Linked DNA regions of Mus musculus: region 1 is linked to region 2. A link is a contact called in public HiChIP or PLAC-seq data. All regions are on one chromosome and are shown on one strand. Each heading gives the region's core, a stretch centred on a gene start, on an enhancer-like site or on the middle of the called end of the contact. The rest is flanking DNA. Distances are from core to core; before and after follow the strand shown.

The links. HiChIP or PLAC-seq counts read pairs in DNA pulled down with a chosen protein or histone mark.
Region 1: an H3K4me3 HiChIP or PLAC-seq map of bone marrow-derived macrophages shows a contact between it and region 2, with 7 times the contacts expected there. The contact joins two enhancer-like sites. A contact is called at or near these places in 1 of 15 datasets of contacts at CTCF or cohesin (the NIH/3T3 cell line), 2 of 115 datasets of contacts at active chromatin or transcription factors (astrocytes and bone marrow-derived macrophages) and 2 of 9 other capture datasets (adipose tissue and macrophages).

What each region holds. Positions count from the first base shown.
Region 1 is chr4:63,906,650-63,912,848 of GRCm38.p6, reverse strand. No RefSeq gene overlaps it. Among named protein-coding and RNA genes, the nearest start is that of Tnfsf8, 48 kb to the right of the region's middle. Within about 2 kb of position 2,773, at least 6 of the 459 cell types and tissues checked have an H3K27ac peak or open chromatin away from gene starts, as enhancers often do. A contact at or near this core is called in bone marrow-derived macrophages, where this site is marked.
Region 2 is chr4:63,586,341-63,592,382 of GRCm38.p6, reverse strand. It overlaps Tmem268 (transmembrane protein 268), which reads right to left. Exons shown (of 10, transcript NM_001356354.1): 10 at 6,026-6,042. Among named protein-coding and RNA genes, the nearest start is that of Gm11213, 11 kb to the left of the region's middle. Within about 2 kb of position 1,757, at least 44 of the 459 cell types and tissues checked have an H3K27ac peak or open chromatin away from gene starts, as enhancers often do. A contact at or near this core is called in bone marrow-derived macrophages, where this site is marked.

The DNA.
Region 1 (6,199 bases), core at 1,524-4,023, 320 kb before region 2:
AGAGGCATGCGCATCAAGTCTGGCTTTTATTGTGAGTCGTGCTTATCCAAACCTCAGTCCTCATGCTTCTTCAGCAAGCACTTAATCCACTGAGCCATCTCCTTAGCCTTCCCAACCTCTTCTCTACAAGTTATGTCTACCAAAGTACTAGGCCATGACCACAGAATGGAGCCTTATTGACAGGTAATATACCTACTAAAAACATTCACTTAGGATCTAGAAAAGAAATGACAGCTTCCTGGGTAGCAATTGGCTCATAATGAAGAAACCATAGTCTTGCTTCCTATAAGCAATCCCAATTACAATATATAAATAATTATGTTTCCCAATATGAAACTATACTAAATGGCCTATAGGTGTGTCTGTTATGGCAGAGGCCCAAATTAGCAATGGCTCAAAGTCCCATGTCATGTATCTCTCCAAGGCTAATAAGGTGCCTTCGTCATCACCACAAAATCAGATACTTCCCATCATGCTTTGCACAACCTCCATCTCTTCTGTTCAGTTCTCCTAGCCAGAACTGAAATGTATAGTTACAAATATCTGCAAGGAGGCTGAGAAACAGTTATATTCATAGCAACCACTGCCACATCTAAAATGCCCCACCTAATGCAGTTGTTTGAATTATGAGCATCTCCCAAAGGCTAGTCTGCCAGCTTATGGTGCCAATGGGAGGCAGTAAAACCTCTGAGAAGCAGGACCCAGGTGGAGGGAACTTAGTCACAAAAGGCATGCCCTTGAAGAGAAGTCTAGGACTGTAGAGCTTTCGTCTCCCTCTTTGTTTCCTTGCCACAGTGAGATGAGGCAGCCCTCAGGCTTCCCCCATGACATACAGAACCAAGCAACCATGAACTGAAACCATAAATCCATGGTTTCATCTTTTTAAGTTGATTACCTCAAGAACTTTGTTACAGTAATAGAAACCTGACTAATATGCAACATTCATTTATATCTGGTAATATATAAAAGTAAGCTTTGCAAGTTTTAATGTTATAGCATCCTCACTAAGTCCTCATGCCAGATGACGGTGTGTTATTTAGAATGTTGCATCTTAACATTTAATGTACATATGAGCCATCTTGTGTTCTTGTTAAAATAAAAATTATTAATCAGTGTTATTGAGATAGCACTAAGATTTTATATTCTAATAAAGTTTCTGTTGATGCTCACATCATATTCATTTTATTTAAAAATAACCAGGTAGTTTTTATTATTACTGCTACTGCTTTTTTAATTGCCAAGGTTTGTGAGATACAGTGAGATATTTTAATATAAGTATACAATGTTTCATGAACAAATAGAAGCTTTTACATTTCTGCTTCCCTTAACATGTTTTTAAATGTGTTAACACAACACTTATGCTTATGAGCTACAGTGTAATAGCATAGTGGCAGTGCATACTAAGAGCATATACCCATATTCATACCATTACTCTATGTCAGGAGCCTCTGACCTCTTCTTTCACAAAGTATTAAGCAGGCTATTGTGAACTACAGTTCATATCACACTTTGAACAGAAAGAAGTCTTTGGAAGAAAATATGAAGATGTCCAAGATGACTTGGAGGCTAAGGTGTTTGTTTAGCCTTCAGGGTCTACGTAGGAGAGCCTAGTCCTGAAAGTTGTTCTCTGGCTTCCAGGTATGCAATGTACAGAAACACACACACACATACACACACACACACACACACACACACACACACACCAAACAAGAATCATAGCATCGTTTTAAAACACAGAAACAAAAGAAAACATGTTGTATCTGAAGAGATGTGGATGGTCAAAAGAGAAGAGGAATACAGCATCATGGCTCCACCTTTTCTGGTTACTAAAACATACAGAGTTTTATTGAATCAAATTAGAGTGATTTGTGAAAGCTAAAGTCTAGTTTTAAGGAAATAAATCTCACAGTGGTTAAGACCTTTAAAAGTTCCACCATTACAGGTTTTAAAAAGTAGGTCGATGTTACATCAATACTTCAAACACAAGTAATAACATTTTCCTACTTATAGCACCAATTTTTTTCAAATCATAAAATTAAAAACTCTACTGGAAAAGAAGCCAGCCAAGAAATTAAGATGTGAGAAGATTATTTATAATAAGACTTCCTCAATCTTTAGCAAAGAACCTAAGCCAAAATATATTTTGTCCCATATTACATTTGCTAATGAAAGTGTGTCATGTAAGTGAATCATGTAAAATAGTCTTCTACAATGAGACATGCAAGAAATTTTTATATCATATTACAGGATATTTCTCTGCTTCTTTCAGCATTTTATATACTATTCAGTCATAAGATTTTCTTTTACATTTATTTTGATGAATCTCACAGTATTTTCCTCTCCCCCTAAATAATAAAAAATTAAAATCTAATAAGATAAAAGAAAAACTAACATATTTGAATTGGACAAACAAACAGAAGGAAAAGATCCCCCAAAAGGCACAAGAATCAGAGACTCACTCATTTGCACACTCAGAAATGTCATAAAAACAGTAAACTGGAAACTATAGTATATATGCAGAGGACCTGGTGACTATCTGTGTAGGCCCTGTGCATGCTGCCTCCATCTCTGTGAGTTCACAAGAGCTGTGCACAGTTTATGTAGAAGGTCTTGTTTCTTGGTTTCCTCTCCTCTCTGGCTCCTATAGTCTTTCTGCTTCTTCTTCCATGGGGTTCCCGGTTCCTACTTTGATATAGACATCTTTTTTAGGATCGAGTGTTCCAAGGTCTCTCACTCTCTGCATGCTGTCTGTTTGTAGGCCTCAGTCTTTGTTCCTATTTTCTGAAGGAGGAAGCTTCTCTGATGGTGGCACTGCTTCACTTCCCTGGCTAGAGTCTTACAATGTTTCCGTTTTCAAAACATATATTTTATTTTTAAATTCTCTCTCTCTCTCTCTCTCTCTCTCTCTCTCTCTCTCTCTCTCTCTCTCTCTCTGTGTGTGTGTGTGTGTGTGTGTGTGTGTGTGTGTGTGTGTGTGTGTGTGCACATATGCATGCAGCTACCCACAGAAGCCAGAAGAGGGCATCAGATCTCCTAGCCCTACAGTCAAAGGGGCTCTGAGACACCAGTTGTGAACTGTACTCTGCTGAAAAGTACAGCAAGTGCTCTAAAGACCTGAGCATCTCTTTAAGCTTCTTAAATCTACAAATGAATTTCTTTCCCCAGTTATGGAAAATTCTTGGCCATCATCTCTTTAAATGCTGGTTCTGACCTATTCTTTTCTGTCCCTCCAACATCACATACACCAGAGCTTCTCATCATGTTTATACTTTGTAGCATTTTCCACATTTTTAGCTGTTTGCATTAATGTCCTGATCATTTTTGCTATGCCCTAACCTACATCATCTGTCCCCTCTTTTGTTACATCCAGTCTTCTGCTGCATTTTATGTTCTAATAGTTCTACTTCGTTCTTTTCTACATGCTATAATAATTAGGTGTATTTCTCACAGTGCATTTTCGTAAAAGTATTAGTCACATTATTTTACAACATGTACCTAACAATGCGTAGAATATATTCATTTGAACGTCATTCATTGTTTATCCCTTGGATCTTTTTTTTTCTTCCCTCTTGATTTGTTTGTTTTATTTTCCTTTGAAAATGGAATATGTTTATATATCAAATGTTGACTTTGAACTTGGTATCTTCCTGCTGGAATTCCAGACATGCTTGATGTACTTAGCAAATTTGTATTGAAAGTGATTGCCTATGAAGAAACTGCCAAGCCTCTAGAAGATGTAACCTTCCAGAGTTTGTTCCACCATAAGCATCTGCAATGGACTCACATCAAATTAGAATAGCCAGGGACTGATCTTAAAAGTTGGTAAGATTTGCTTCACTGCTGAAAAAATTCTGGGACAGAGAAATTAGCATGAAAAACATGTTCTGGGGGAGATCCGAATATGAGTATTTCCAGAGAGGAGGGACTCAAGCCTGAGCAACAGAAGAGATTGGGCTACTTTGCATGCTCACCCATACCCAATTGGGCTCTAACCCTGGGCTAATGTTTCAGAGAGGTTTAAATATATTGCATGAGTGACCAGGCTTTCAGATTCTTATTTTAGCCATTGGCAATGGGTGCACTCTGACACTGAGAGAAAGTGTGACAATTTTCTAAAATTTTGAGGAATTACTATTCTTAGTCATGAAAAGACAGTGGACAGCATTTAAATATAAAGTATGTGGGTGCACTCTTTCAGAATGCTGGGATGGAAGAACTGCCCTTACCATACCGGAGGTTCTCTTGAAGTCTCAGTTTTCACTCATGTCTCATTCTGTGCCCTCCAGATTCTCCTCATTATAAGCTAGAATTTCTACTAGACTTGGTGGCTAATCTGACAGTATGAACCAGCTTCTTGTTTCTGTAGTCTACATTAGAGTATACATTCTAGAAAAATCACACAATCCTTACCACCAATGCCTAAGCTATGTCCCCAATAGCCATTTTATAACTTTCTTTGGATGACATAGAGTGTAATGGCACAAGAGAATTTCCCATGACTATTCTACTGTAGTAAGGGTCCCCTAGTCTGAAAATACTATATGGGATCCAATCCCAGTAAGGCAGTGTCCAGGTGATAATACCACATGAGTCCCCGTGGAAAGGAATAACAACCCACATGCCATTCTGTTTGAAATGAACTTTTGCCCCTTCAAGGTGAGAAGAATGTGATGTAGTCAACAGATGCCATCAACTTCAGGGCAGGTGTCATGGAGCAATGGTACTTCATCAGAGTCTCCGCATCCTTCCCTGCTGTCCACGGGTGCAACACTGAGCAGCAGATAGAGCTTCCCTGCTCTTGATGAGTAGCAGGCCACATGGATAAGCTTTGTGGAGCTTCCATCCTCATTGTCACTGGGATTTTTTTTTTCATGACCGCACAGTGCCAGCACCAAGGTGGCTGGTAACAAGCTATTGCCATCAAGGTGGCTAGGGACAAGCCATTGTCAACAGGTTGCTCTGACATTTTGTCTACTTCATCTTACATGTGTTGCAAAGATTTTCTCATTTTCTGCCCACCCCTGTGTCTCAGTCTCTTGCTTTCAACCTCATACTTTTTGTCTTCCAATGTTTCTCTTTCCTGGCCCCTCACCAAATATCCAAGCCATTCCACTTCCCATATATTTGTAATGTATTCTAACTTTGAGTCACTACTTTGTCTAGGCAGTGTGGACAGATGGCAGGTGCTCAAACCTCTGAGCATGTGAACTTTCCCTTCCTACTGTCTTCTAAGGTCATTTTTGCAGGTGTTTTCCATTCCATCTCAGACTCAGGTACCAACACATCAACATAATAAATAGTTCTTCCTCTATATATGAAACAGTCACAAAGATTTCCTTCCAATCTCCCACTCATTTTATGCATTTATTGGTGAAAACTGAGCCAGGGAGTGCCAGTTAGTGCAGAGGGGTAGCATGTAGATGAGACACCCATTTGTCACATCTTATCCTCAAATCTATACCTACCTCGCAAAATGCCACTTCTGGGTCACATTGGATCATTTCAGCACTCATCCACCTTATGGCTGAAGCCAAATAGAAATCGAACTTTCAGTTCATGGTAGCAGAGCTGGCCATGGTCATAGTCACTTAAGATCAAGATCAAGTGTCCCTTCTTTACCCAGAATATCAGGTAGAAAACACTTCTCCACTAGATTTCTCCACTGCAAACATGGATGTATTATTCACTGACATTAACTCCTACCCTGTGCAATTTCTTCTACCTGTTTCTAGCATTGCAAAGGTTGTGAGTTCACAACCTGAGCAGTGAGGCTACTTTCATCAAAATCTGGCTTTTGTAAGGGATATTCTGAAGAACTGATGCAGATATAATGGGACCACTAACATGGTATTCTCCAGATCATTACAGATGGCCACAGTCTCTGTGCACTTTTTGTTTCTTTGGCCATGAAAATAAAATACAGAGTGTTTTTAATGGAAAAAGGTCCCCACTTATTCTATTTAAATCCCTTTGGCCAAAATTAAATGACATCATCATATGCAGCTACAAATAAGACTGGAAAAAAAATGAGTTTTTTCCTGGATTACCAGACTACGTGCAAGTAATTTTAGATGCTGCATTACTGAGGGAAAACTAAAGAAAAGATACAGGGGAATAAATGGCCTTTCTCCATGGTTTTAATGTTTGTGTCCGTAGAACTAATGGTTCATGTATATATTAAGCACTTTGATCATCTGAG
Region 2 (6,042 bases), core at 508-3,007:
GAGTGAAGGGCAGCGTGGGCTTTGGTTGCCCAGGGAACAGTGCCATGCTCACATGCCAAACCTCAGTCAACCAGGGATACTGTTGACCTCAGATGACCACTAAAAGAAATGGCTCTCAGAGGGCTCTAAAATGATAATTACCAAAATAAACAAAACTGGGGTGGGGGATGACTGACTGATCTCAGGAAAGGCAAACCAATTGAAAACTAAAAGATGGTACATTTTAACCAGGCACTGTGGAATAAGACTGGAACCCCAGTATGCAGGAAACTGAGGCAGGAGGATTGCAAGTTTGAGGCCAGCCTGGGCAATGCTACGAGATCCTGTGTGATGATTAATCTTCATTGTCAGCTTGACCAGATTCACCCAGAAGGCACACCTCTGGGTGTGTCCATCAGGCCTTTTCTAGGAACGGTTAACCAAGGAGGGAAGCTTCACCCTGAACATGGGTGCCAGCAACACAGGATCCCAAGCAGGCAAAGGGAATGAATCTGGACAAGTGTCAGTATCCCCCTCTGCTTCCTGGGATGCTAAGACATGCAGAGTCCTAGTGACACACACCAGCTTCTGAGATGTCCCCACACACTCCCAGCCAGGAAGGACTGTACCTTTAAATTGTGAGCCAAAATAAGCCCCTCCCCTCCACCATCCAGCTGTATCTGATGAGCGTCCTCTCACAGTGATAAGAAGAATGACTGAGGCAGTGTCTCAAAATTACACATAAAATGAATAAGACCAAAAGGATGCTTACACCAAATACTTCAAACGTGATGTAGTAAATCATATTTTTTTCCTTTGAAAAATTCAGCTGTTATGCTCACAGCCTGCCTGTCTCCCAGGAGGTCTGTAGTAACCAGGGACACAGACAGGAGCCTAGCATGGTTGTCCTCTGAGAGGCCCTACCAGCAGCTGATTAAGACAGATGCAGATACTTACATCCAACCAGCCATTGGACTAAAGTCAGGGACCCCTATGGAGGAATTAGAGGAAGGATTGAAGGAGATGAAGGAGAGGGTGACCCCATAGGAAGGCCGGCAATCTCAACTAACTCAGACCCCCAAAGTGATCCCAGAGCCACCAACCAGGCAGCATACACGGGCTGATCGGGCTGAACGGAGGAGACCCTCAGCACATATATAGCAGAGGACTGCCTGGTCTGGCTTCAGTGAGAGAAGCTGTGCATAATACTTGAGACCCCAGGGAAAGGGGATGGGGGAACACCCTCTCTGAGGCAAGGGGGAGGGGGAATGAGGTGAACTGGGAGGGGGGACTGGGAAGGGGGGCAATGACTGGAATATAAATAAAATTAATTTTTTTAAAAAAGGAAATGCAAAAGATCTAGAAAGTCCAGTGCAATTTTTGAAAAATAAAGTTGGAAGACCCACACTTGCTGATTTCCAAACTTATCACAAGGTCACAGTAAGCAACGCAGCATGGTGCCAGCACACTGCTGAGGATGCAGAGGTAGAAAAGAACTGAGAGGTCATAAATAAACTTGTAGTCAAGGAAAAAAACAGTCAGCTATTACATATCCACAGTGGTGACACCTGAGATGTAAGAACGCAGGTACATTGAAACTGAAACTGTACTAAACAATTGCTAATCGAAACAAAGAGGAAATTTTTCAGTAAACCGTGAGTAGAAAACCTACACCATTTGAGAAAATATAACAACACTTTATGCCATAGTTAGAAACCAGAAAGTTCCCCAACAGGAAGCAAAATGAGGACGTTCCCTCCTCTTTAGCTTCATCCTGGGAACCCTCCTAGCTAACTAGGAAATGAGAAATTGTAAGAAAAGGAAATGAGAGGGACATAGATCAGGAAGACATAAATCCTTGTTTACAGATAGCCAGAATGGTGAAGCAGAAAACCCCAAATAACCAACAAAGAAACTCCTAGAATGAAGAAATCCCTGTGGCAAGCTTGTACCATGAGGCTGTAAGAGCCACAAACTTCGGCGAGAATATTTCCAAGTACTACACTGAGTAAAAGGACCGAGGCTCAAAGTAGATAAAGAACGACTAGGATTAAACAATATGAAAACAACCCTATTTTAAGATGAGCCAATGCTCTTCACAGACGTTCCACCAAAAGACACACAAGTAGTAAATAAGCCCATGAATATATGCCTCAACATTGTGTCAGTGGAAACATGGAAGTTAAAACAAGAAGCCAGAACACCACACCTGTCAGTATGGCCAAGACTTGGAAAGCCACAACACCCAATGCTGCCAGAGAAGCGGAACAAGAACTCTAAGCCACGGCTACCAGTAATGCAGGGTGGCTTAGAAAACCCACAACTCAGCTTAACCGCTTCTTACAAAACTAAGTATACTTTTAGTACAAAACCCAACAACCAGCCGGGCAGTGATGGCCCATGCTTTTAATCCTAGCACTCAGGAGGCAGGGACAAGCAAATCTCTGAGTTTGAGGCCAGCCTGATCTACAGAGAGCGCTCCAGGACAGCCAAGGATACAAAGAGAAACCTTGTCTCAAAAAAACAGATAGATAGATAGATAGATAGATAGATAGATAGATAGATAGATAGATAGATAGATAGATAAACAGACAGACAGATAGATAGATAGATAGATAGATAGATAGATAGATAGATAGATAGATAGATAGATAGATGAACAGACAGACAGACAGACAGACAGACAGACAGACAGACAGACAGATAGATAGATAGATACATAGATACATAGATACATAGATACATAGATACATAGATGAACAGACAGATGGATGAACAGACAGACAGATACAGACAGACACATAATTCTAGCAAACTATACTTCTTGGTAGGCAAAACGTAAAAAAGCTATGTGGATATTTCTAATAGCTTTTATTCATAATTATCAAAACTCATGAGCATCTAGGGTGTCCTTTAGTAAACAAGTGGGTGGATGAGCTGTGGCACAGCCAGACAACAGAAAAGAAATCAGCCTGGGTGTGGCCTATAATCCCAGCACTTGGGAGGCAGAGACAGGTGGATCTCTGTGAGTTTGAGGCCAGCCTAGTCTATATAATGAGGCCATCCAGAATTACATGAGCCAGCCATCTCTACTCCCCTGCCACTATTTTAAAATAATAGTTTAAACTTTTGACATATAATCCACATACTGTAAGACTCACCATTTTGAAATGGCCCATTGTGTGAGCATAAAGCGGCCACTCCCCATTCTCCCTCTCAGCCTCTGACAACCACGAGTGCACTTTCTGTCTTTGGATTTCCCCATGCTGGATGTCTCCGTCTGGAATAATGCAGTGAACAGTATTTTTGTTGTGTAGCAAATTTGCAAGGTTTAGCCATGTTGCATGCTCTGTCTGGAATAATGCAGTGAACAGTATTTTTGTTGTGTAGCAAATTTGCAAGGTTTAGCCATGTTGTAATATGCATCACCTTTGTTCCTTTGATGGCACAGTAGTATTCCACGTATGCCTAATGTCACATTTTGTCTCTTTGCCTCCTGGGTTGCTTTACTCTAGCTAATAAGAGTAGTGCTGTTGTAAATAGTCTTATACACTTTTTTTTTTATAGATTGGTATTTCCTAATAGCCTATGTCTTAGACAGGGTTTCTTTTTTTTAATTAGGTATTTTCTTCATTTACATTTCAAATGCTATCCCAAAAGTCCCCCATACCCTCCCCCACCCACTCCCCTACCCACCCACTCCCACTTCTTGGCCCTGGCGTTCCCCTGTACTGAGGCAGATAAAGTTTGCAAGACCAAGGGGCCTCTCTTCCCAGTGATGGCCGACTAGGCCATCTGCTACATATGCAACTAGAGACACGAGCTCCAGGGGTATTGGTTAGTTCATATTATTGTTCCATCTATAGTGTGCAGACCCCTTTAGCTCCTTGGGTACTTTCTCTAGCTCCACCATTGGGGGCCCTGTGTTCCACCCAATAGCTGACTGTGAGCATCCATTTCTGTATTTGCCAGGTACCATGATAGCCTCACAAAAGACAGCTATATCAGGGTCCTTTCAGCAAAATCTTGCAGGCGTATGCAATGGTGTCAGCGTTTGGAGGCTGATTATGGGATGGATCCCTGGGTGTGGCAGTCTCTAGATGGTCCATCCTTTTGTTAGACAAGGTTTCTATTCCTGCACAAACATCATGACCAAAAAGCAAATTGGGGAGGAAAGGGTTTATTCAGCTTACACTTCCATACTGTTCATCACCAAGAAAGTCAGGACTGGAACACAAGCAGGTCAGGAAGCAGGAGCTGATGCAGAGGCCATGGAGGGATGTTCTTTACTGGCTTGCTTCCCCTGGCTTGCTCAGCCTGCTCTCTTATAGAATCCAAGACTACCAGCCCAGAGATGGTCCGACCCACAAGGGGCCTTTCCCCCTTGATCACTAATTGAGAAAATGCCTTACAGTTGGATCTCATGGAGGCATTTCCTCAACTGAAGCTCCTTTCTCTGTGATAACTCCAGCTGTGTCAAGTTGACACAAAACTAGCCAGTTCAGCCTATATTTGATATTTATTTCTATCAAGTTTTGCATTTTTCAAAGGCTTGATTTTTATTTACCTGTGTGTGTTTGTATATATGCCACATGTGTGCAGGGACCTGAAGTGGTCAGAAGAGGGTGCTGGATTCCTTGGGGTTAGAGTAAGAAGCAGTTAGGAGTCTTGCCAGTCACCTGCTATGGGTGCAGGAACCCTACTGGAGTGCTCTGGAAGCCAAGGGACGCTCTCAGGTTTCTCTGTCTTGCTGCTTATATAAATTTAACATTGTTGCAACTTCCCCACAAGTTGCTCCCTTTTTCCCTGTGAAATAGGACCCTTTATTTCTCCAAAGCTTTTGCCTTTATTTTGGCAGATGACATTTCCATAGCCGTTTTAGGTTCAAGGCTAACGGAGGGGACATGGGTGATTTCCTTAGCACCCTGTGCTTCCGCTGAGCAGAGTTTGAATCCCCAGCATCCAAGATGTCTTTTCTTTCTTTTTTCTTTTTGTTTGTTTTTCACGTGTATGGGTGTTTTGTCTGTATGTATTTCTGTGCCCCGCTTGCATGCCTGGTGCCCATGGAGGCCAGACAAGGCTTTCAGATGCTCTGTCTGGAACTGGGGTTACAGATAGTTGTTAGACCGGCACCCATGTTTAAAAAGCTAGGCATAGCACAATAGGGGGAACAGGATTATTGGGGCTTGCTGGATGCCTGTCAAGCTCTAAGCGCTGTGAGAGACCCAGTCTCAAGGGAATGACAAAGCAGGATACTTGATGTCCCCCTCTGACTTTGACACTCATGTGCACAGGCACATGCACCCCATCACTCACACACACACAATGTTGTCAGCAGTCAAGAGAGGTGGGATTGCAGCCCGGGTGGAAGGGTGCTTGCCTAGCGTGCAGATGACCCAGACAGAGTTCCACCCCAGCACTGCTCATCCAGATAACCTTGGCATTTGGAAGGTTGTGGCATGATTAGGAATTCAAGGTCATCCTGAGCTACACAGAGAGTGTGAGACCACCTCTCTGCTAAATGAGACCCTAACCTTTATATGTGTGTGTGTGTATACACATATATACATACACACACCACACACACAAAATAAATGCAAAATCTACAAGTCATGGCCAGAGTTTTCCGCCACTGGCAGAACAAACTAACCAAAAATCATTAATGACAGATTAAAACAACCTGTGAAAAACGTGCGTTTGTGTTCCTGTAGAAAAACCATCTGCCAGCTCCTGAGAGGAAGAGAAGCATCACTGAGGGCCAGGATGTGGCTCAGAGACAGAACATGCTCAGTGCTCTTCCATACAAGAGGCCTGACGTTGAGGCCCAACACCACAGAGATGAAATAAATCCTCTCAGGGGCTGACTCCCCAGAGGGACACACCAGGAGACAAACAGGCCTGGGACAATGCCTCCATCAGTCCCCTCATTACACAACTCTGTCCTGACTGAGGAGGAACTGAGAGGTGCAGAGAAGGCTAGCATCTGACCCAAGGTCACCAGCTTGCTCCCAGCCTCCCTTCACCACAACATGGTCCCTTACTAAGCTTGAGATTTGACAACTC